2 separate regions of the Mus musculus genome follow, and region 2 is linked to region 1. Evidence: chromatin contacts called from public Hi-C data. All regions are on one chromosome and are shown on one strand. Each heading gives the region's core, a stretch centred on a gene start, on an enhancer-like site or on the middle of the called end of the contact. The rest is flanking DNA. Distances are from core to core; before and after follow the strand shown.

What was found. Hi-C and Micro-C count contacts between places; a contact is called where the count stands out from the background.
Region 2: a contact with region 1 is called in a Hi-C map of forebrain, with 2.3 times the contacts expected there. The contact joins two enhancer-like sites. A contact is called at or near these places in 1 of 39 promoter capture datasets (hippocampal neurons), 3 of 484 Hi-C or Micro-C datasets (cerebral cortex, forebrain and uterus) and 1 of 9 other capture datasets (adipose tissue).

Annotation. Positions count from the first base shown.
Region 1 is chr2:44,569,520-44,573,291 of GRCm38.p6, reverse strand. It overlaps Gtdc1 (glycosyltransferase-like domain containing 1), which reads left to right. Exons shown (of 11, transcript NM_001362987.1): 9 at 2,009-2,079; 10 at 2,782-2,873. Among named protein-coding and RNA genes, the nearest start is that of Gm39806, 70 kb to the right of the region's middle. Within about 2 kb of position 1,866, at least 24 of the 459 cell types and tissues checked have an H3K27ac peak or open chromatin away from gene starts, as enhancers often do. A contact at or near this core is called in forebrain, where this site is marked.
Region 2 is chr2:44,704,219-44,707,990 of GRCm38.p6, reverse strand. All of the region lies in intron 5 of Gtdc1 (glycosyltransferase-like domain containing 1), which reads left to right. Among named protein-coding and RNA genes, the nearest start is that of Gm39807, 37 kb to the right of the region's middle. Within about 2 kb of position 1,815, at least 31 of the 459 cell types and tissues checked have an H3K27ac peak or open chromatin away from gene starts, as enhancers often do. A contact at or near this core is called in forebrain, where this site is marked.

The DNA of each region.
Region 1 (3,772 bases), core at 617-3,116:
TTAGCTGATGATTTGTTAATTGGAATAAAAAGGTCATTTACTAGTCATTTTAACAATAGATCAATTGGAACCCTATTTATTATTTAACTGGTAGTGCATAAGGATCGAAATGATGAATAATTGTATTATCAGGAGTGTTTTCAGAATAACAAAATATGAGGAACTTATGAGTATGATGTGTGATTTATTTTTAAATATTATAGATTTGATCATGTATTTTAAAATGTACTCTCAAGCTAAATATTAACACTAGTATTTTAACAAGTCAAAACTAGCCAAAAGAGATTGTTCTGGTTGTTGAATAAGTTAGAACCTTAAGTATGAATTAGATTATTTGCAAATAAAAACTAAAATCTAGGTTGTTGTTATTGTTGTTTAATTTTCCCTCTTATATCAAATAATGCTGTTCCTGTCTTATTGTATGATGTTTTAATTGGTAGAGGCATTTTGGAAATAGTATGGTATATACTCATATGATGACTCAAAATGAAAATCAGCCTGTGATTTTCTTTTTGGGTATAGAATAATTCAAATCCATTATTGAAAAGCAGATAATCTGCACTTTCCGACATGCCTGTGACTTTACCCTTAACTTTATGTGATTATAAGAGACTGTTTATGTGTATTCGCGTTTCCGTTGGCACAGCGTTTTAGAACTGAGTGACTTCAGGCACTGGGCTTGCTTTTTTTTTTTTATGGTTTGTGAAGTGCATCAAGGTTGACATTCTCAAAAGTTTTTTGTTTTATGATTTGTACTACAGCACAGGGTAACATAGAGCTGTGCTTATCATACTTATACATTTAGGAAAGGGTGAGATAGCTTGTCTTCTGCAGTTGATAATTGGTAACTAAAACCTTTGCATTTCTATTGTGTTTGGTAACAACTTAGTATTTTTCCAAAAATTGTAGCTCAAAGTAAATACTTTTTCTTTAAACTAATTTCAGTTTAACATCATAAAAATAGGGACACCATCACCCACTTAAAAACAGTTTAAATTGCATGTACTCTGTCACTGTAAATAAACAAGGTAAACATTGACATGACTTCAGATCATTCTTGGACTGAAAAAAAATCTGCAGTTCAAAATAAATTCCGCCTTTGGTCAACATTTTGGATGCAATTCAAAGTTTCTCATAAAATAAACATATTTTAAAGAGTGTTTTGAATTTCACTGCATAATTTCTAGCCAACAGAAATGACAGTGGTATCTTCAAGGTTTGTGATACGTCAAATCAATAGCCATTATGCAAACCTAGCAGGACTGCAAGGGGCAATGCCTTCCCTCTCCTTAGCCCCCTACCCCTGGGACAGGAAGAAAACTCGCAGAGATAGTCCCTAGGAAGACTCTCAATGCAGAACTTTGTGTTTGTTTAGTAGTAAAACTATTCTGATAAAATAGAAAGTAAGCTGATTTTCAGTCAGAAGAGCAAAATGTTCATTAAAATGATCTGAACAAGAGTTTTTCCACAATTGGAGAGTTTTACATCTGCATAATAACAAATTGTTTCCAAGCACGAGCTTGAACTGAAAATGCCCATCACAACAGATTGTAAATTTTTTCTGCTGCTTTAAAAGTGCCTCGATCATTTCTACGGCTTCCCTGCTAAAGTATTTGCTATTTTATTTAAACATTTTTTGAAAAATGAACATTCTGAGTCTTTGCAGCATTATTAAGAAAAGCTGTCCATACTTTTCCATGTTGTTGAATGTGTTTATCTGCTGATTATAAAATGTGTTAAACAGTATTTTAGAAACAACAAAAATGCAGCGCTGCGCTTTGATGAATTCAGTGAACAGAGCATATGCTGCGGGTTCTGTCCCAGCAAAGTCGGGTATGGTCAATAGGCTCCCGCAAAGAGCAGCTCTGGCGGTTAGGAGCCAGCCGAGCATGATTTTTGTCCCGGGGAGCTCTGGGCTCTCTCTCACTGCTGTCTTAGACAGACAGATCCTTCTGACTGTAATGCTCACGCCTGCTGTCCTCCTGTCCTCTCTCTGACATTTCTGCAGGTTGGAAGCTGTGTACTGTGGCTGCTACCCACTCTGTCCCAAAGCCTTGGTCTATCCTGAGATCTTTCCAGGTAGCTGCTTTCATGTGCTTTTTCTTTGTTGTGATTTAATACAGGATTCATGCTAAACTAAAAGTTTGAAAATAAACTTAAGTAGGAGCAATTGTTTATTTGGCAAGTCAACATGTTAGTGTTAAGGAAAATTTTATGTGTTTTAATACATTAGAGTAAGCTTATATTTACCATCTGTTCTTTTAAGATAACAAAAAAAGCAAGTTTTCAAATAGCATTCTTTATTGTTAGCATACACATCTCATAATGACGGATTTTTATAAGCAGGTCAGTACTGCTGCAATTGCTAACAGATTTTTTTTTTAATGATATACACAGAGAAAATTCGAGGATTGAAAGTCATACCAAATTCTTTAAACAATTGACTAGTTAATAATATGCAACTGTTGTACAGAGTACGTACAGCTACAGTACTGGTTCTTTGAAAAATTCTCATCACTAAATATATCACATATGCATTGTGCTGCATTAGAATAATGTATTTTAATCACCCAGAGGAGATGTCTAAACAGCACAACTACACAGTCTTATTTAGCATTAAACATCCTTGTGAGCTGAGGTAACCTTATAAAATCATGCTTAAATAATGTAAAACATGAGGCGGCACAGAGCAATATGCATTTTTAATTAGTAAAGTGACTAATATCGAGTGTGTGCTTTGAGGTTTTTGTTTCATTAAAAATGTATCTGTTTTTCCTGCAGCTGAGTATCTGTATTCCACACCTGAACAGCTTTCAAAACGGCTCAAGAGTTTCTGCAAGAGGCCAGATATTATAAGAAAACATCTTTATAAGGTAGCTATTGAGAAGAAATTTACGTGCTAGAAATGCCACATTTAAGTACAAAGAAAATTTAAAAAAAAAACATCTAATTAACATACTAATGTTTAAAGGAAACATGCTAGGGAGGGGTGTTGGTTGTTACACTAACAAGGATTAATTAAACTGCATGCCAGTTGTATTAACCTAGGTCTTAGGAAATACGTGCACTCCATGCACACTACATGCTTGCTTTTTAATTTATTGTTTTCTAAGATGACTGTCCTGTACATTTAGCCTCAAGAGGCTTATAAAAATGAACCTGGATTAATGTAACTCATTAGTTTAAAAGGAAGTGAAGGGAAGACTCCACAATTATACTAATAAGAATAAGCCTTTCTTCCCATCATAATGAAATCTTAAGGCCTCAAAAATTTAGCTGAATGACATTAGTGAAGTTTGTTGTTGGTTTTTGAACTGCTTTAAAGGCACCTTTCAAAAGTTGTATTCCCCTCATTCTGGTTAAAATGAGACTTAAAAATTCCATTTATTTAGAGTCAGGTCCATGGGTCTTAGCTGAAAATGTCAAGGCAAATGGTTCATATCAATAGTACCTTCAGCAGTCCCTCTCGCCTTACCTGAGTCCAGCCTCTTACACTGTGAAACAGCACAAAGAGCCCCCACAACACTGTAAGGAGCTGAAGTGGGGTCTGCTTTCTGGGTTTCAGAGGTAGCTCCAGGCCATGAATAATTCACCTTTTGATGGACTTTGACCGTAGTGTCTTCATTTTTTCTAAGGCTAATGTAGTTTACAATCTAGTTCTTTTATAATTCAGAAACTTCTAATTTCCTTTGTTAATATATAACCTTCAGCATGAAATACACTCCTGCCTTTCCCCTCTCTTGTTTCAAGGCCTAAAATACATGTTTACAGA
Region 2 (3,772 bases), core at 566-3,065, 130 kb before region 1:
GAAATCTGGGAATATAAGCTAGACAGTGATGTTATATCCAAAATTGTATATTCCTAGTAAGCAGCCGTTTAGTAAATTGGTTATAAACCAGCATCTGTTGTAGGGATGGAAGAATGACATCATAAAGAATGTATGGAAATTTTTAATTGAAAAAGAATGATGCACAATTTTAACATGACTTTCAGTCTAAATTGATTTTACCAACAGAGTAGAAGTAGTATTCTTTAAAAACATTCCAATAATGTAAAGTATTTAAAATGTAATGTCCTGTTAATGTACCTAAAAATTAAACTTTAGGTCATCCAACAAGAGTACTGCTTACAGTAATGCAGCCTATGTAATATGCAATTATCTTGACAATAGTTTTATTTTTCAACAATTTTGCCATAAAACAGCAGTGAGATACAATGAATTTGATTCATTTTTTGTGTGTGAATCATTTAATAGGCCATTACATCCACTATATTAGACTCCATTCTCCTTTCAGAGCTTTTCATTATAAGGCTGTCTTTAATGGAAAGAAGTTTAACCTTCCCTCCCAGATAGATTGAACCCCATAACAGTGTAAACATTCTCATTATAAAATAAAATCCCCTTCCCCAAGGGCAGTGCTATAATTATGTTGTGGAGGATTGTAGGAATGTTTCTACCTAGAAATGCTGTCTCATTCTTGCTTTCAAGTTTTTTATCATTTTCAAGCAATCAATAACATTTTAAATTATAGTTTAAGAAAATGCATATGATCTGGTTTAAAATTTTTGAAGTTATTTTAATCAACTTCAAGAAGAAGTCATCAGTAAAATTACTGTTGATTTATAAATAGGATAATTAGAGGCTTCCCTCCTAAGTACTGTTCACTGGCATTGTGGCTGTTTTTATTGCCTAGTCAAACCTCTTCATTCAATTTTAAAATTGCCTTTTGAATGAACTCCACTATGAGGTTGCCAAACAGTGTCACTGTTAATACTTTCCCTCCTCTGTTTCATTGTCCGGTCTGCAAATGCACAATAAATTGTTTGATAAGGGGGTCAATGAGGTTGTACTAGTTTTTAAGTGAATTATAACCAAACCATTCAGATTATGTCACATGCTTAGTATTATGGTAGAGCTGTGTTTAAAGGGTAGCAGTATTATGCTTGGTTCATTTTGCACCATTTCGTTAAGAATGTATCCTACACCAATCAGCATGTCATGATTGTTCAACAAATTGTCAATCTTTATATCAAGAGGAAAAAAACAAAATGCCACTTTAAAATGTATGAAGTTCACCCCTTGCAAGTGGATTATTCAAGGAAACAAACATAAGAGGCTCCTGGTAAGGGAAAGAGACAGCCTGCTCTCTATAGGAATGTTAAATTTAAAAAGAAAGATCAGGTGATTATTTCAAGATAATAAGTATATAAAGATACTAAAGGTGGTATTCATTGAAAAACCTATGGAGCATATGTTTTTAATATGAAAATGTTCAGTTAAACAATGTTATCTATTCCATAGATAGCAGTTATATTTCCCTGGATATGTGAACTCAATAGATAGAGATTGTGTTTTGTAAGAGGCAGCTTTTCCTCCCTCTGACTTGTAGGAGCATAACCAGAGGCTTTTTGCAGGGCTACCCTTCTGAGAAGGGAATTAGGGATGCTTAAATGCATATTTTTCTGCATATGCAGAACTGGTGAGTGTATTCTGAGAAATTTATAAAGCAAAAGCAAGAAACTGCTTGCCGCATCTAAAGAAGCAAGACTGTTTGTGTGTCTATCCTTTGTAACAGAAGGAATGTTTCTTATGTTTCTGTCTTCAGACAGTTGGCACACATTTCATCTCAGCAGCTGCTTTCTCTTAAAGTGCAGCAGAGTGGAGGACTGCAGTGACACCAGCATTAATACTTCACATTCTGCTATCGTATGCTGTCACTGGGAAATATGGATCTAGGTTACATGTGTTTGCAGACTTTGTACTGTTGAATTATGAAAGCTGACTCTTGGTGGATTGTGTTGTGTGTGGAGACTGTGAACTGAGCAGCTAGTGAGTACAATCGTCTGCTCAGAGTGCAGCATTCTCCTTCCAGGCCGGAGGGAGCCAGCACTTTCAAATTGACAACTGCCAAATTCTGGAACGTTCTGTATAATGAATACAGAAATTATCTTGTCAGTGACATTTTAACACATTGTTTTTGACTTTTACATTTTCTAGAGTCTCATTTTTACCACTATTGAAATTTTTACAGTTTGGATACATTACCCAATAAAGTATATTGCAAAAGATGAAAGGAAATTTTGTTCATCCAGAATAAGAATTTACAAAGAAAATTATAAAATTCTTTTCTGTGGTTGGAAAAGTTATGTAGGTTTTTTTTTTTAAATTTTCATTGTTATAAAAAACGTAAAATGTAAGCCAGGGCACTATCTCCTGTTAGGATGACAATCATCATTTCTGGCTTTGTATCTGAACTATGTCGATACAGACAAATATGTGTTTGCATATATGTCTGCATATACATATAGATTAATTCAGGCTTTTAATACAATTCATGAAAAATGCTGTGATCTAGCACTCAGTAGGGATATTAGCAGACTAGTGGAATGTGAATGAGCAGATATGAGTGATACTTTAAGGAGAATCTATTCATTGCTCGCCACAGAGAGGTAGGTACCAAGTCCTGTGAGTGCCGAGAGGACACCCGCAGGTTAGCATGCAGGATGGAAGACAGGGACTAATGGCTCCAGGGACATTTACGTTCTTTACATTTTTACTGTATCTTAAATATGTGTGTCTTATTTGTGACTTTATTTGGTGTCTGATTAACTCTTGGAATTGACATTTTGGAATTGAGTGTGGCTTTATTAGGGTAGGATATATACTCAAACTATTTTAAGCTCACTATTTCAAGACAACAATACCTAGAGAGTCATGTGGTATCATATGAACTTACTGTCTTTTCATCTTGTGTTACATGGTACTAGTTCTCATTAGCATGAATTTTAATTAGTTAACATAAATGTCCCACGGTGTGAAAACTTTATAAAATTCAGCCTTCTGTGCATGCATCGTGGACATTTTGTAGCTTTGCTCCTGGGGGGATGAAGTTTGTATCTTGACAGTGCAGGGTAAAGCAATGGTTGTAACAGTTACTCACTCGTAGCATTAAAGAACTGTAATTTGCTTTTAATTTCATAAATCTTGTTTTTCTCTTAACATTTTCTAAGAATATGTGGTAAAAAGATAATTATCCTCCTGCAAATATGTGAAAAGGTTGCATTCATCTTTAGTGTCCTGCTGGTTAAATCAGCAAACTGGCTGTCTTTAAATAGAGTTTCTTAACATCCTCAACACTGCAGAATGTATGTTTGTAGCCAGTACTGATAATTTTCTACCTGCCCTGTGTCATCTGCTTATGACTGCTTCTATCCTTAGTATAATGAGGACTATGGTGATTATTTGTCTCTTTTCCTTGTAGAAATTGATTTCTGAGTGGGCCTTTTTAATCTGCCTTCAGTTTGGAACTGTGATCTCAAATAAGCAGCACTTGCCCACTTGTCAATGATAGGATAATTGTTGCAACCATTTCCTGTGATTCTGTCCAGGATGTGTTATGCAGTAGAGCTAGACTACCAAAGCCATCCATCAGTGCTTAGTGCTGTATCTGTCTCACATTGAGGCTGAACGTTTAGCTCTTCTTCTTTAAAGAAGAGGTCTTGCTGAAAACAGCATTGTCTGGTATTGGGATCTAAATGCCTCCGTTGGCAGATGCAAAAAACATGAAACACATCAACAG